Linked DNA regions of Mus musculus: region 2 is linked to region 1. A link is a contact called in public HiChIP or PLAC-seq data. All regions are on one chromosome and are shown on one strand. Each heading gives the region's core, a stretch centred on a gene start, on an enhancer-like site or on the middle of the called end of the contact. The rest is flanking DNA. Distances are from core to core; before and after follow the strand shown. Region 1 overlaps Ptn (pleiotrophin). Region 2 overlaps Dgki (diacylglycerol kinase, iota).

Region 1 (4,116 bases), core at 772-3,271:
TCATTGTCCTATGAGTTTCAGAAATGGGTAATCCAAAGAAGTTGGATAACAGAAATCCAAGTGCAGACAAGAAGAAAGTATGTAATGGGAGGTGAAACTCAAACATAAATGGTGTGAGACAAGTGTGAGAAACACAGACACTGCGCCTGTTTGAGAGATCCTCTGTGTTCAGCAAACACACTCCATCAAGACAGAAGGCAAACTAAGCCATGTAAATGGGCAACACAGGCCTGACAAAAGAGAATAGGCTGTTCCGAACACAATCGAAGCTAGCAACAAAATCACTTTAATGGGATTTTAGATTCTATTTTGCAACACGGAGCGTTAAAAGAGTGGAACACTGGAAGCTAGTCCAAACCTAAAAAGGTGTCTGACATTTTCCAAGGAAGGAAAAGGCAACTGTTACATGCTATAATTTTTCTACAAGAGTAAGGGAGTTAGCAGTTCAGGTCAATCCTGTTAAGTTCCCCAAAAAGCTCCAAATCTCAAATAAATATTGCATATATGCAAACACTGTAGTAAGAGAATCTTAGTGATTGGACACAATTTTTAATAGGTCCCAGATCAGTTGTAATTTCCCCAATTCATTATTAGAGTTGCTTTCCATGGTGTCTGGTTAAATGATCATTTCTGCTGTCCCATAGATCCATGCAAATTAACAGCTTTCCATAGGACCTGTCCACATATCACTCCTGAAAAGTAACGAATTGAGTTAGGTTTATATAGATTTAAAGTAGGGCTCAGAGGCCGAAGCAGAACATGTCCACCCATGTATGTATCCATAAACTATTTATGGGATGCTCTTCCATGCTTCAAGAACGGTAGAAAAGTGGAAGGCACCTGCTTTCATTCTTTGTAGAATAAAGGCAAGCCACAGAATTAGTCAGTAGGAAGGACTGTGGAGTGGATAAAAGAGAGCAAAGAGATAGAGGACCGGTGAGGGAGGGAGGCAGGTGAGGAGAGAGTGTGGAGAGGGTTCTGAGGCCCAGTCCAGTGTGTTTCCATTCCTGGGCTGAAGGAAAACAAAACAAACAATCAAATCACAAGTGTTAATCTCATATAATTTCAATGCTGAAGACCAAACTTCTTATTTTGAATTTTTATTAAGATATCTTTATAACAAATAAACATCTGTTATTATTCAACATATTATTTGACTTTTCCTACTCACCTATGGCATATTTTGAGTAAAGCATTAAGAAAACAATTAATTTATAGATGGACCCTTAAGACTATGATGTCTTTTTCATAGTTTAAGCATGAAACAACATTTTATTTTGCTGTTTCCGTATATTTAAATCAGGATCTCTGTGTTCTTTAGCTGATGCCATTGTTGTAGTTCCACTAAGATGTGAATATTAAATACAACTTGGAGGAGAAGAGAACTATGCTTTGATGTTGATAAAATAGACAACGGTCAAATAAACCAAGTTCAAATAGAACAAAGGTCACTCATAAAAATAGTCAATGTGTAAGAAAATAGCATTGGTACAGATAAACTATGAATTTGTATAGTGCAGGCTATCTTCTAGCCCCAGCCGTCTGAGAAGTTGGCATCCATTCCTGAACACTAGCAATGTCAGCAGAAATTTCAACACCACTAATTTATTTTATGGTTAGCAGCTGGATGTCAGGGAAGAAAATGAAGCTAACATTTCGGATGATCATATATGGGATAGGACCTCCAAGGAAATAAGACATAGGCATTTCTCTGCAAAATGCAGAGAAAGAAAAATAATAACAGCGACAAAAACAATTTTAAAACCACAGAGGAATCGAATCCATATTTAATCACAAAGATTTTATTCTAATAAAGCCAACATCTCTTTGACTCTTAGCCAAGCTGTGAGCAGGTTGAAAGCCTGGCCTTAGGAGACCTTGATAAATGCTATTAACCTCCAAGTTTGGAGCTGACAGCAGGAGGTGACCTCGAAGCTTCTTTGCTTGTTTAGCTGTGCTTAGCTGTGCCTGGGTTATATAATTCACTACCACGGAGAGCAGGAGAGCGTAGCTGACAACAAAGCAAGTGAGCCCTACCAGCTGTCAAGTCGTCCCCTTAACTGTCCATTAGCCTGGGTGCTCTGAATGGGACACCTGTGGGCACGGAATGTATTGTGGGAAACTCATTAGAGCCTGAGCACAGGCAGTCCACCTCAAAGCTCACTTTGAGCCTGTGAAAAACAGAGGCAGACCTCCTAACATCCATCGTTCCCCAAGCCCAGCTCGCTCTGTAAGAAGAATGACCATATCAGGGTATGTGGGAAGGATAACAAGGTACCCCGTGGGCCGGCTCCACAGTCAGCTGCATGACCACAGAAAGCAGAGTGCTTGTTTGTGAAGGGCAAGTGCTGTTAGGGTTGCAATTCAACCGACAAACGGATGCCAGAAAACCATCAGAAAGTTTATAATGCGAATTTGAAAATAAAAGAAAGCCTTACAGAAAAATGTATCCCTATTGCAGTGTCGGGAGTTTTATTTCTCCATGTTAGTGCTCTTCTCCTATCTGAACACCTTAGAAGACGCTTCTTACCTTTTAGAACATCTCTTTGCAATTCATTTACCCTTGATTCTGACCAGGCATTTCTAATCTGTAATCTAGAATGCACAGTGTATTGGCTGTATAAGGCCAGGTGAGAATCTGCAGCAGAAGCCCGCGGTGCTCAGCTCCCTAGGAGTGGGGAAAGGTACGGTTGCTGCTGTAATATGGCGGCTTGGGTAGTTAGACTACTTACTGCTCATTCAGGACGTGACACTGAGATGTGCGGTTTCATTTTACAATGTAGCCACGCTCTGTCTCCCCGTGTGTATTACTGTTTCTAAATGAAATGTGAGATGCGTATTTTTTAGGGGAAGGAGTTCATGGGAGTGGCTGGGCGAATTTCAGGAAAAGATGAGAGAAAAAGAAGAGGTAAGAATGTTTTATCTCCTAATGGTGTAAATCCTTGTCATCAAATGGAGGCTACTGAGTGTTTGTTTAAATATGAATGTATTCCATGATGTTTTCCAAAGGAGCAGGAGCATCATGAGCACACGATGGATCATTTAGCTAATAAAATAGAGGGCACTGGTTTTGTTTTGATTTGTTTTTGAAGTCATGGGACACAGACTTGAGGTCTTTTAGGTAATGGGATGTGTTTAGATTAGGTAGACCGTTTAACTTTGTATGTGACCCTTAGATGTCACAGGACTAGCTGTTTAAATGCTGCTGTGAATGCTGGCAGAGCAGGTGCATGCACAGCTGGGTAGCAGCTGGCTTATTGCAGCAACTGGGCTCAGGTCTTTTCTGTAGTCTTCTCCCCCCCTTAGCCCCATTCATCAGCTCTTGGGAACATGTTCTTATTTGTGTCTGTACAGGTTTCAAAGCTCTTTGTAGACACCGAGAGAGAGAGTCTGAGAATCAGTTGGATTCTGATAAAATGAAGAAAAAAAAAGTCAAGTCTCTACAGGGGAGAAATCCTGGATTTTTTTTTTTAAATTCATTTGTTACATCCAGAGGTTAAAAGACTACACACACACACACACACACACACACACACACACACACACACACACACACAGAGAGAGAGAGAGAGAGAGAGAGAGAGAGAGAGAGAGAGAGAGAGTCTGAGCTGAACAGGAAGAGGAGAGCACAGAAGCCTTGGAAAAGTGACAGAATTGTTTGCTTCTAGCTCTTCAAAACACCTTGATTTAGTGACAGATTTTAAGTGCTGCTCCCCACAGATCTAAGTCATGCTATGCTGTCTTTGGAGTCTTAAAATTCTTAAGAACCAAGACAAGGGAGTCAAGGCTGACTTTTTGTAACATTGAACATTTAGGGTCAGAAAGTGATAAATGTTTCATGTATACGATATTATTCATATATTAACTGATTCAGTTAACCCTTACAGGAACTTAGAAAGGCATGGAGATTACTGAGCAGTGCCAGAGGTGAGGACATTGACATATAAGGCTATTAAGGAAACTGTAGGTCTTAAAAATACACAACCTACACCCTGAGAGGGGATATTTACACTGCTCCAGAACTCAAGTACTTGCCTGTGATATCAAGTCAAGAAAGAGAGCGTAGCCATTATTGGGTTAAACTGGTGAGTGAAAAAGTTAGTGGTTAGGGCTGAA
Region 2 (3,858 bases), core at 933-3,432, 250 kb before region 1:
GACATGAATGTTTGCTTGGAAACTTCAGTCCAAGCAATGACTTAAGTCATTGATAAGGAACCTCTAGACACAGAGGGCTAGGGATGGCTGTACCTGTCCACTGTTGTGCCTTGCTTTTCTGTGAGAGTGGAGGGATGTACGTACCATTCTCCACCAAGGTGGGCTTCGTTCTTTTCTGCCTGTTCTGTCAGAGGAAAATGTCAGTTCACTGTCATCCACACTCCTCAGCCCTGTCCATTGTCAGTGCACCGTGGAAGGCAAATATCACTCGGTGTCCTTCTGTGACAGCTCGAGCTGAGAGCAGGCAGGTGGTGGCAGCATTGGCCAGCTGCTGCTGCTGCATCGTGCCTGCTCAGGCAAGAGGCAACGCAGGAGGACTCAGTTCTCAAGCTGCCAGTCCTGATGGTCCTGAAGGGCAGAGCGGGGAAGCTGGGAATGTGTTGGTTCAGTCTGGATAATGTTCTTCACCAGTGGGAGGAAATAATTGGAATGGGACTAGTGGGCTGGCACAGATAATTTGGGGGAACATTAAAGCCGGATAAAACAGAGAACCTATTTGAGAGCCTGTAATCTGAAATCTGGGATCGTGAAAAGAGCAGGCTTCTGATAACAACCTGGGAGGTCGAGCCCTCCCCACTCCCCCAGCTTTGAGGCCTGAAGATCCTTTGCATACTTTTGTTTTGCTTTTATAAGGACAAGCACGTAGGACGTTACCCGTGATCCCCCAATTTTCCTGCTATGGCAGCACATTTGTGCCCATCTCTTTTGGATGGCCTGTTTCAGTTGCAGGAAAGTTGACTCCTGGTTTTATCTATGGTTTACAAAAGACAGACTTCCCGGTGTGAAGACAGGCAAGGGTATGGTAGTTTGCATTTCTTAGTTGTCAGGCATGTGCAAAGCAAGGTCTGCACGTCCAGTAGAGAAAATGACACTGGCATGCAGTCACCGTTACTCTCCACTTTACAGAAGAGGAAGGGGTGTGCTTAGTGACTGGTCCACTCACTCCAGTACCCATGGGAGCTTGGTTCCAATGCCAGCGTCTCCTTCTGGATCCTGTGCTCTCTGCCCCGCTACGGTGCTGCCTTATGCTGTCATATGCATGCACAGGCACAAGCAGATACGTCCACGTACATAGTACACAAATGCGCATCCAGTTTGTGTGTAAAGACATCTTCGTGTGAAAGTCTGAAGAAGTGTACTTTGTCCTTGAAGATGAGGGTACAAGATCCTCAAAGTCCCCAAGGCTCTGTGTAGAGCTGAGTGCAGATGAAGCCCATCCCTTGGGAACCACTCTTTTAGAAAGCAAGACAGCAGCTAAGCCTGAGAAGATTTGATTGGCAGCTGCCAAACCCATCACAGGCAGTCGCAGGACTCCTTTCTTGGTGGCTAATCCTCTTGCTTTTCCATCTCTTTCAGTGTGAGCTTTCAAGTGACTTAGAGTTTTTCTTTGTAGGCTCATGTTCAGAGGCGGTTGTTTGATGTTCGCTTTCGATCTCTGTTTCGTTTCCTCACAGAGTATTTTAAGACTTATCAGACTAGAATTGTGTCTGCTGTGGGTGGTGAAAGCTTCCATGCTAGAAACACATCCCTGGGTTTGTGGGAGATTGGCCTAACTGTTTACCAGACAGAGGCTCTCTCAGTTTCTTCCAGACATACCAAGTTACAGTCCCGGGGCCGGGCCTCAGGCAGTGGGCATCTGTACTCTGTTCCAACCTTCTTTCCCCCTGCCTAGAGAACACTGGTACCAGTACAGCCTCTAGCCAGCAGGGGGCTGCTTTCATCCCTCATTACTAGACAGACAGCAGACTGGATTCCTCCACTGCCCCAAGGTTTTCTTTACCTCACCTTTAATGCCCTGTGTTTTGTTGATGGACAAGAAGATGTCTTTCTCAGCTCTCTCTTCTATTACTGCTGTGTTTACAGTAAGATCAGATGTTGTAAGGGTGAACTAATATAAATATCTTCCCAAGGAAAGAGAGATATAGGCAAATTAAAATAAGAACAATCTCTCATTTAAATCTAGAAAAATAAAAAGAGTGAGGACGGGCGACTCAGAGAAGTTTGGGGGGGGAAGCATCCAATATTCTTCTCTGGATGCATTGTTGAATTAGATTCTGAGTTCTATTGCATGTCTGCAGCTCTGGTTTCTCTTAGTGCTGTCTGCATCTGTGTTTATCATTCTGGATGCTTGTGACCTTTCTATGACCCTCCACAAGCTTCCTACAGTTTCCCAGTTCTTTCAGCTTTCATTGTGCTTAGCTGTGCTTTTAGTAGCAAGGAAACAGTGTTTGGCACAGCCACGAGAGCCGACTTATCACCTGGACCACTTGACTGGCACGGTGTGAGCAAAAAGAGCTAAAGAAATCCAGGTCACAATCTAAGGATGGTCCAGGAATGGCTTCTTAACACTTAGGAAGATCTGTGTTTGTAGTGTGTCACATGTAGTGAATTTTGGAGCTTTCTCTACATCCAGAGATGTCAAAAATCACATATTGCTGCCTCTAAGATAGTCAGGCCATTCCCAGTACCAGGTTTGGTATTATTGAGTTAGTAGTTTTTCGGTTTTAGAAACGGAACTTAGGGAGGTCTTGGGGCATGCCAGCAGGAGATTTCCCATTGAGCTACACCCCACTCACCTCTTTATTTTGTTTTGTCCTGAGATAGGGCTTCACAAATTGCCTAGGTTGGCCTCACTCACCATCCTCCTCCCTCAGCCTCCTGAGAAGTTTGGAACTGTGAGCTTGTGCTGGTAGGCCTTGCGATCCTCACCTCCTTATGAAAACTTATTCCTCTGCGGCACTAAAAATGCTGGCCTCACTAACTGGTGTTAGTCTTACCTCGTTATGAACGGCAGTTCTCATGTATAAATGATGCGATGCTAATGCCGCTCTATCATTCAACTCCCTTACAAAGTGGAAACTAAAATTAAACTATCTTACGGAGTCTTTTTATGTTGGCATATAGTAATGGCTTCGTCTTGACATTTTTGAAGTTCAATAATGTGATGTTGCTCGGGGATAGCATAGAGATTGTAATCAGTGTACCATCCTCTGCCAGCGTGAACTCTGAGGGCAGCCATTTTGTCTTATCCAGCATAGCCCAGCTCATTAATCTCGTTATTTCAGCCGTTCTGCTCTGTTGTGCATGTAGTTGGTGGTGCTCATTAAATGCAGTGCTAGCATGTTGTTAAAAGAAAACCCCATGACACTCATACAAGTATAGACTAAAACATGTCACTGTTTTGCTGAGCTCTGGAATGGAACACTTAAAGGATAAGGCTCATCTGTCAGAGAATAGGAGAAGAATTTTAAGTGGCTTATAGTAGGATTTCCCCCCCCCTCCGCCCCAAATTTGGGGTAGAATGGGTTAATATGCAACCGGAACTGAAGTCATAACCTTTAACATAATCTCTTCTTGACATGTGTCATCTGTACTTCCACCATGTAAGCCATAGTTGAAAATTATTAGGGAGACCTATGTATGGAACGTGGGTCTGTGTGACATCCTAAAGACATGTAGGTTTCTTTTTTGCTATGCTGAGGTTAGGAGCTGTTTGTTTGTATTGTAATATGGCTAAATTCAAAGGATTTTTTTCTTCTAGAACACAGATTAAGCGGGGCTTGTGATCCTAGTATGTACTTTCTGTTTAGATTTATCTGAGACATTAAGTCCATGCACAGTCTTGTCTCCATAGTGAATCATAAAAGAGATTTTTAGGGACAATTAGGAAAACTACGAGTTTCCAAAATGATGCTGTGGAGGGTGGTCATGCAACGAGGGCCTGTATCGGCCATAGACCAGTGTTCAGTCTTTAGATGCGTTGTGGTTTAAGCTGTACACGGCCCTGTGAAGTAGGTC

Evidence for each region. HiChIP or PLAC-seq counts read pairs in DNA pulled down with a chosen protein or histone mark.
Region 2: a contact with region 1 is called in an H3K27ac HiChIP or PLAC-seq map of stem cell-derived neural progenitor cells, with 3 times the contacts expected there. The contact joins two enhancer-like sites. A contact is called at or near these places in 2 of 15 datasets of contacts at CTCF or cohesin (both in the NIH/3T3 cell line), 7 of 484 Hi-C or Micro-C datasets (cochlea, cortical neurons, embryonic fibroblasts and 3 more) and 2 of 115 datasets of contacts at active chromatin or transcription factors (astrocytes and stem cell-derived neural progenitor cells).

Annotation. Positions count from the first base shown.
Region 1 is chr6:36,786,911-36,791,026 of GRCm38.p6, reverse strand. The region is part of intron 1 of Ptn (pleiotrophin); the gene reads left to right. Among named protein-coding and RNA genes, the nearest start is that of Ptn, 21 kb to the left of the region's middle. Within about 2 kb of position 2,021, at least 51 of the 459 cell types and tissues checked have an H3K27ac peak or open chromatin away from gene starts, as enhancers often do. A contact at or near this core is called in stem cell-derived neural progenitor cells, where this site is marked.
Region 2 is chr6:37,035,130-37,038,987 of GRCm38.p6, reverse strand. The region is part of intron 12 of Dgki (diacylglycerol kinase, iota); the gene reads left to right. Among named protein-coding and RNA genes, the nearest start is that of Gm52857, 130 kb to the right of the region's middle. Within about 2 kb of position 2,182, at least 26 of the 459 cell types and tissues checked have an H3K27ac peak or open chromatin away from gene starts, as enhancers often do. A contact at or near this core is called in stem cell-derived neural progenitor cells, where this site is marked.